3 separate regions of the Zea mays genome follow, and all the other regions are linked to region 3. The links are chromatin contacts, called in public Hi-C maps. All regions are on one chromosome and are shown on one strand. Each heading gives the region's core, a stretch centred on a gene start, on an enhancer-like site or on the middle of the called end of the contact. The rest is flanking DNA. Distances are from core to core; before and after follow the strand shown.

Region 1 (2,700 bases), core at 56-2,555, 350 kb before region 3:
ACAGTAACAGCAAAAAAAACTAGCTTACCTGGAGCAATGTATCCATAAGAACCGGCAATGCGTGACATGGCGTGATGGTAATTTGGGGAGTTCATCAGCTTGGCCAGCCCAAAATCAGCCAAGTAGGCCTCATACTTGGAATCGAGCAGTATGTTGTTGCACTTGACATCCCTGTGGAGTATCGCTGGAATGCAGTCGTGGTGCAGGTAGGCCAGGCCCTGCGCCGTCCCGACGGCGATCTTGTACCTCGTGTCCCAGTCCAGGCTCCTGTTCTCCTTCAGGAGCTCCAGCAGGTTGCCGTTGGGGATGTAGTTGTAAAGCAGGAGCTTGACAGACCTGTTAGAGCAGTAGCCGAGTAGCTTCACGATGTTCCGGTGTCTGATGTGCCCCAAAATCTGGATCTCAGCTGCAAAGGCGTCGATCGGCTCGTCCTTGCCGGCCTTCCAGAGCTTCTTCACTGCGATGATGTCCCCGTTCGGCATCTCAGCTCTGTACACCACCCCCGAGCAACCTTTGCCGATCACGTTCTCGTCCTTTAGGCATGCCAAGATGTGGTCGATGCAGAAGTTAAGCTTCTGGAACGGCGTAAACGTCCAGGGGTTGGAGAAATCATCACCACAAGCACCAGACAAGCTCATCGCCTTCTGGCTGGCCAGCTTCCTGCTCCTGTTGATCAGAATCCAAACCACAACAAGCAGCAGCGCCACCGACCCCAGAACGCCGCAGACGAGAATCACGGTCTTGACCGTCTTCAGGGCAGACCTGCGAACCGTGTCCGCCGCACAGGAGTGCCCGTCGTAGGACTCACAGAGGTTGGCATTACCAATATAGGAGTTGGACGACAATGTCTTGAAGAACGGCGTCACTGGGATGGCGCCAGAGAAGTTGTTGTACGAGATGTTGAGGGAAGTCAGGCTGGTGAGCTCACCAAGGACCGAGATGCTGCCGTAGAGGCCATTGCTCGCGAGGTTGAGGGACTGCAGCTGCGTCAAACCGGACATCTCGTCAGGCAGCTCGCCGACGAACTTGTTCAAGCTCAGGTCCAGGCTGATGCCCAGGCTCGACAGCGCGCCGATCTCCGGCGGTATGGGGCCGGAGAAGCTGTTGTTGCTCAGGTCCAGCATTGTCAGTTTCTGCAGGTTCCGAATCGACTTGGGCAATGGCCCGGACAGATTGTTGCCGCTGAGGATCAGCTTGTTGAGGTAGCTGAAGTTACCAAAGCTCGCCGGTATCTCGCCGGTGAGCTCGTTCATGCTCAGGTCGAGCTGCTCTAGGTTCATGAGCTCCCCAAACTGCGGCGGGATGCCACCGGTGAAGCTGTTGTTGTGCACGTCCAGCAACTCCAGCACCGTGATGTTGGCGAGCTCGCCTGGCAGCTTGCCGGTGAACCTGTTTGAGTACAGGTCCAGGAACACCAGGTTCTGCAGCTTGCCGATCTCTCTGGGTATCTGGCCCACGAGCTTGTTCTCGCCGAGCCGGAGGCGCACCAATGATAAGCAGTTGGCGACGCTCGGGGGCAGCGGACCGGAGAGCTCGTTGCCCAGGAGGAGCAGCTTGCTGAGCTTCTGCAGCCCGAACACCTCGTCGGGGATGCCGCCGGAGAAGCGGTTCTTTGACAGGTCCAGCGCGTACAGGTCGGTGCAGTTGCCCAGGGACGGCGGGATCGCGCCAGACAGCGCGTTGCCCCAGAGGAACAGCACCTGCAGCGCCTTCAGCTCTCCAAGCTGCGGCGGGATCGCGCCAGAGAAGCCGTTCTTGTCGAGCTGCAAGGCGGTGAGGCTGCTCAGGTTGCTGAGCTCCGGCGGTATGCGCCCCGTGAGCTGGTTGTCCGATAGGTGCAGCTGCTCGAGCGCGCCGAGCCGGCCGAGCGCCCCGGGCACCTCGCCGGTAAGCCGGTTGCCCGACAGGTCGAGCACCACCAATGCGGAGCAGTTGGATAGCTCCGGCGGGATCTTCCCGGAGAGGGCGTTGCCCCAGAGGAGCAGACTGGTGAGCTTCTGCAGCCTCCCGAGCTCCGGCGGTATCGGGCCGGTGAGCTTGTTCATGTGAAGGTAGAGGTTGCGCAGCTCGACGCAGCCGCCGAGCGCGGCGGGTATAGACCCGGACACGCTGGTGTCGTACAATGCCAGCGTCTGGAGGTTGACGAGGCTGCCGAACTCCTCGGGGATGGGACCGGAGAGCGCGGTGACCGCGGCGCCGAAGACGGTGAGGTTGGAGAGCGCGCCGAGCGAGGCCGGGATGGGGCCCGACAGCGCCGGGTTGCCGCCGACGCGGAACTGCTGGAGCGCGGCGAGCGCGCCCAGCGAGGCCGGTATGGTGCCGTTGAGGAGGTTGTCCTGGACGCAGAGCACCTGGAGCGCGGAGAGGTTGGCGAGCGAGCGCGGGATGCCGCCGGTGAGACGGTTGGAGTTGAGGAGCAGGAACTGGAGCCCCGAGAGCGCGCCGAGCCCGTCGGGGATGTCGCCGGTGAGCGCGTTGGAGGAGAGGTCGAGGACCCGCAGCGCGGAGAGCGACGCGTACGAGGGCGGGATGGCGCCGGAGACGTTGCAGGCGGAGAGGTTGAGCAGCTGCAGCGAGGAGAGCGTGGCGAGGGCCGGCGGCAGCGAGGACAGGTTGAGGAAGGTGTCGGGCAGCGAGAGGGACACCACCCGGCTCTGCGGCGAGCACGTGACCCCCTGCCACGAGCACGGCGTCGCGGCC
Region 2 (2,819 bases), core at 275-2,774, 270 kb after region 3:
GCATCATCTTTTTACAAAAAAGTCTCTACATTTTTTCTAAATCAACTCAGCGTAAAATATTAAAAAGCAGTGCCCCGGACCAGCACTACGGGCCGAGGTACGGCCCAAGCACCGCACGACGCTCGTGCCGGGTTGGCCCAGGCACTATTAAATGGGTCGTGCCTCGGGCCGACTCGCGAGACACAACCCATTTGACCATCTATACCTCCGCACGATAATGATGGACATCGCCTCAGTTGCCACCATCTCGTTCGTCATTCTATTTATTTTCTCTCTCCCCTCATGCGGTCATGCCTCCACCTCCGCGCCACCCCATTCTCGGCAGAGGGCGTAGGAGCATGCGTCTCCTCCCCGTATTCGTCCGACACCAGCCCCGGCACCGACTCGTGCAGTAGCTATTGCACGTCCACGAGGAAGTTTCACATCATGTGCGCACCATCGTTTTCGCCGTCGTCGGACGTCCAGTTCGTCTTCCCGGTCTTCGCCCTGTTCTTCCTCCCCAACCTGCTGCCCCCGCCACGGTCACAGCTACGAGCCGACCGACGCTCGTCGATGCGGGTATGGGGCGGTTCGGTCATGCTCCTAGCCTTTGTCTGTGCGTGCCGTCGAGGAGGACATGGTGGCGCATGCCACGCTTAGGTTATCTCAACGATGAGGAGTTCAGGTCTGAGATATTGGACAACCAAGGCCCGTATTGTGGCAGCAGTCGGCATATTCCTACGGAGTTGGTGGTGGTGTTGTGTCACCTCGGTGGGTCCAGGGCTGGGAAGACACTCACATTCTCTCGCCCTTCTCTGATTGACGCCTGGTGCGGGTGCCTCTCGGTTTGGAGCTGCTCCGGCTGGGCTTTTTCTCCGCTTTGCGTGCTCTCTCCCTATACATCTAGCGGTATACTACCTATGTCGCCTCCAGATGCCTAGGTCTTCGTCGTGTCTTTCTCCGGTAACGAACAGGTATGTCCGCCTCTTCCCTTCCCCTCCTGCTCTACAAAACCTTGGAAGTGAGGAAGACGAGGGATGTGTGTCTCTGATTTGCTGTCTATGGTACCCGTGCGTTCATAAAAAATATTATGCGAAGAGTGGAGACAATCAATAAAAAATCTTGAGACATTTTTAGTGGATAATTTATGTGGATATTGTTGTGAGCCGTCGCAACGCACGGGTAACCGACTAGTTTGTTGTAATTGTGGAGATGTAAACTATTTCTGTCTACAGATTTGGGAGCTTTCCATTACACGTCGGATCAGTAAAGTTATTTAAATTATTTTAGTTTTAGGGTCCAATGTAATTTCAGTAGCTTAGCAACGAGGTCATCCAAAGTCAAACACAGACCCACGATCAACTGCGAAGTCCTCGTCACGCTCTTACCCGAATCTCGAGACCCGTTTACTTCGCTAATAAACAAAAGCAACAGACCCGTTTACCCGCAAGTTCGTTCGTTACGGCACTGGTACTGTCTTCTCCTTCCCTCGCCCCTTCCCTCCACTCGCGATCTCGCGCCCTGCCCTCCCCTCGGCTCCCTCCGCCTCTCGGACAGAGGGTGAGAGGGTATTCTAACAGCCCCCATATACACCCCACCGGCGCCGGAACCTACGACGTCGCAATGGTAACTTCCTCTCGCCACCAGTATCTGCGCGCCTGCTGGTCGGTCTGTCCCGGCCTGCAGTCCGCTTCGCGAAAAACGCTAGATCCCGATGCGACCTTGTCACTTCATATCCCGCTGGACGCATTGATGCTTTCCGAGCCGAGATCCCCATTCAAATCCTTTTTTTGGTGCGTGGATCTGGGGTTCGGACATATTACATGCTATGCGTGTGCTGACTTGTGTTGTCTTCTGTGTGTTTGTTTTTATTGATCGTTGCTGGTGTGGATGATGACGCAGCCGCTCCAGTTAGAGATCAAGGTTATTTCGAGAATACCTGGCTCTTAATTTGGCAGTGTCTTTTGTTGTCACTGTTGACGTCGTTCTTCTAATGGTGACTTGTATTTTGCTTGATCAGAGGAAGCTCGCGCAGAGGTCGGAGAGGGTCAAGTCCGTGGACCTGCATCCCACGGAACCATGGTACATTTGCTGGTGCCTTTTGTGTTGGCTAATTGCTGCAATAATTTACTGTGCATAGCGTCCCGAGTGTTGGATTTCCAGAATAATGGGCTTCTGTTTGGTGCAGGATCATGTCAAGTCTTTATTCTGGCAGTGTCTGCATCTGGAACTACCAGACTCAGGTAGGAAGCCCGTATCTTTTTTTGAGTTAGTTAGATAACGCTCTAAACTTTTCACCAACTAGTTTACATGACATTTTTTGTTAGTTTCCATGAGCTCATATTTGTTACGGTTTTATCAAACACGCAGGAGGTGCATATCTTTATATTAAGGGAGTGTTTGAATGCACTAAAACTAATAGTTAGTGGCTAAAATTAGTTGAAACATCCAAACACTCTAGCTAATAGTTCAACTATTAGCTATTTTTGGTAAATTATTTAATAGTTATGTACCTATTTGTTAGCTAGCTAATTCCACCACCAATTTTTAGCCAACTAACTATTAGTTCTAGTGCATTCAAACACCTCCTAAGAGAGGGGAAAAAAGGGCAAGAGCCCATACAAAACAACATACAAACACATACAACACAACATGACCAAGAACACAGACAACACAAATTAAACACTGACCAACACGGCCCCTTGGAAAATCTGAGAAACTGCTCTTAGGGCAGCAATACCTTTAGCGCCAGCCAGCTCCCAGTTAAAACACTTCTCACAGTGCATATTTGTTATTTACAGCTTGTTTACGGAAAATACGATATATGACTTTTAAATGGC
Region 3 (2,700 bases), core at 38-2,537:
CCCTACCTGTACCCATAACCAATTTAATTAGCTACCACTCGACCTAAACTATGAAAACAAGGACAACAAAGCAAGGACGTGACTAAGGCTTCGGCATGATACTTCCACCTAAACTATGAAAAAGAAGAAATTGTTGCTCATGGGTCATGGGTTAAAGGACAGTGTTGGCTTGCAGTCCCAGGAACGGTGTCAGCCATCAAAGAGATGTTCATGAAGACAACCAGCCACCAGCATATGCTCAACTACCACTTGCTTCACTTCACCTCCATGTTTTCACGTTGGCCAATACTAAGGTTGAGCATCTGTCACACATGGTATAAAAAAACCTACGGAAACTACAGTAGTTGTAGTTCAGTGATGGTAGAAAATGTCCAGACGGGCACCGACAGGCCCATATGCCTTCCTCCAAATCCAATACGGCCATGTCAATAGGAAAGTAATAAGGAACTCGAATTGTTGTTTCTATTTTATGCCAATGCGTTCGTCTTTATTCTACTACCCAGGACTCATCACTCACCGGCAACATTCTGACCAATAGATGAACTGGCATTGATTGATGCTAGCGATCAGTTGTGAAACTAATCTACACACCTCCCCAATCTTCTTTTTTTTGACGTAATGACCTCCCTAATCTAGATATTACGAGCTGTAAATTTCGGTGCTATTATTGAAAAAAGGACAATGCAGTGGTGGGATACTTCCTGTTCGGGTTGGCGGAGGACACAAAGGAGCAGGTCCAGATCTGAAGGTAGGTAGGTACTAACCTCACCGGAGCTTGATCTTCTTCTTGTGGGTGACAATGGCGGGAGGCTTCCTGTTCGGGTCGGCGGTCTGCGTGGCCTTGGCGTCATCCGGCACGAAGAGCACGGCGTCGATGCCCTGCACGGAGATCCTGTCGTCGGTGTAGATGTCCGGGTCCAAGAGGTAACGGATCTTGTGCGGCAGAAACCAGAATCAAACGTACCTAGTGCGGCAAGCGCAGGGTGTCGTAGCTGGATCAGAGAGGCAAACCAGAATCAAACGAAGATGCAGGTCGGCAGAAACCAATTAATGAAATTTTGCTAACCCCCGCGACCCCGGCTTAACCCCTGCACCCCTGGCTCAGAAACACGCGTACCTGGCTGCAGTAGAGTTCTACTGCTGCAAGAGCTGGAGTGGCGTTGGAGTTGTTCGGTGGAGCGGCGGAGGCGCTCGTGGCGTTGGAGTGGTGTTGGAGGCGCTCAGGGCGTTGGAGCGTTGGAGCGGCGGAGGCGCTCGTGGCGCATAGCAAAGACGAGACGAGGCGGCGGAGAATCGCCTGGCCTCCTAAGGCCAGGGTTGTTTCCGACAGGAAAATGGGACGAATCTCTGCACGAGATTGGGCTGCCAAATGACACACATGAATAATCCGAGGACAATCTTCTGGTGGGCTTTCTCCCAGGAGAAAAGGCCAGGAAACCGGCTGGATTTTTTGCTGCCAAACTAGTCCTTAAGGAAAATTACTTTATTTTCTCTTGGAAAAATATAAATCCAATATAAAAAATGAAGTTTCCAAACTAGTCTTTGCATGTTTTTTACATAGAAGGCAAGTAGAAACATCGGTGTACCAACATATTCTTTACATGCTAATTTTGATTTTGGTAGCCATACATTCTTATAAAAAAATGTTACACATAAATATATTACGTAGGGAAGCATCTTATCATGTTCATGTATGTGTGGAGCACCAAAATAGGCAGGGGAATGGTCCGTGCGCGCACAGAGCCAATTAGTGTTCCGAGTTTCTTGCTACGTTTGTTAGCTAAAACCGTGGGATTACCTGGGAGAACGACTTATAGCAGATCCAGACCTCCCCTTTATATAGATGAAGGGCTACGACCGATTGAACCCCCACAATCGATCAAGTCAAATCTATTTATCAGTTTATCATTTCGTTTTTCCAATTCCTAGGAGTAGGAGTAATTTAGCCTTAGGATTAGATCTGGTTTAGTCTTCCACAACAATCTCTACTCGACTCTACGCCGATTAGACGAGCATCGGGCGGCCTGTCGACCTGGAGCAACCCCTTGGAACTCTCCCCCTCGATGGGAACTCTCACAGGGCGAGTTCTAGGGTTCTTCGCGAAGAAGAAGACCCTCTGAGCTATCGCAGACCGTTCGGCCTCAAGCGCGGACCATCCGGAAGTGTGCAGAGGAGGAGCCGCTCCTGCACCAAGTCGCAGATCGTCCGCTCCTCCACAGAGAGCCCCGCTAGGCGGCCCGTTCCCGTGTTTGGCACCCGGATCAGTGCCAACACACTTTTTGGCGACTCCGCTGGGGACAAGGGTGTCTAGATCTACTAAAAATCGGCCCACAGATGGTCGGTTCCAAGGATCACACCAAGGTCTCCATCACCAACATCATCAAGCTGGCCATGGAGGCACTCCCCGCTGATGACCAAAGACCCTTTGAGGACCTCGTGAAGCGCGATGAGAAGGAGGTGAAGCGGCAATGGAACGAACAACGCGACAAGGAGGAGGCGAAACTGCTACATAAACTCACCGAACACCGCAAAGAGGCGGCAGAAAAGTACTTGTCACACTTCACGTTGGATCACCACCAGATGATCATCCATCTAGGGGAGATAGTTATGGAATCTCTCCTACCTCCGCTTCAGGATCCTGTTGTAAGTGCTCTAGATCTATCTCTTACGACTTTCATGGATCAACGAGGAGATCAATTA

What was found. A called contact is a pair of places that touch in the nucleus more often than the background predicts.
Region 1: a Hi-C map of ear shows a contact between it and region 3, with 1.9 times the contacts expected there. The contact joins the promoter of LOC100274113 here to the promoter of LOC114574129 in region 3. A contact is called at or near these places in 2 of 25 Hi-C or Micro-C datasets (ear and endosperm).
Region 2: a contact with region 3 is called in a Hi-C map of ear, with 2.2 times the contacts expected there. The contact joins the promoter of LOC100383405 here to the promoter of LOC114574129 in region 3. A contact is called at or near these places in 3 of 25 Hi-C or Micro-C datasets (ear, endosperm and tassel).

Annotation. Positions count from the first base shown.
Region 1 is chr9:93,977,072-93,979,771 of Zm-B73-REFERENCE-NAM-5.0, reverse strand. LOC100274113 reads right to left here and starts at 1,305. Exons shown (of 2, transcript NM_001148492.1): 1 at 29-1,305. The coding sequence starts at 1,280.
Region 2 is chr9:93,357,954-93,360,772 of Zm-B73-REFERENCE-NAM-5.0, reverse strand. LOC100383405 (putative coatomer beta subunit family protein) reads left to right here and starts at 1,524. Exons shown (of 25, transcript NM_001362077.1): 1 at 1,524-1,605; 2 at 1,882-1,902; 3 at 2,000-2,061; 4 at 2,168-2,222. The coding sequence starts at 1,603.
Region 3 is chr9:93,627,340-93,630,039 of Zm-B73-REFERENCE-NAM-5.0, reverse strand. It overlaps LOC114574129, which reads right to left and starts at 1,287. Exons shown (of 6, transcript NM_001369616.1): 1 at 1,118-1,287; 2 at 965-992; 3 at 765-879. It overlaps LOC100191515, which reads right to left and starts at 1,279. Exons shown (of 8, transcript NM_001136947.1): 1 at 1,118-1,279; 2 at 965-992; 3 at 765-879.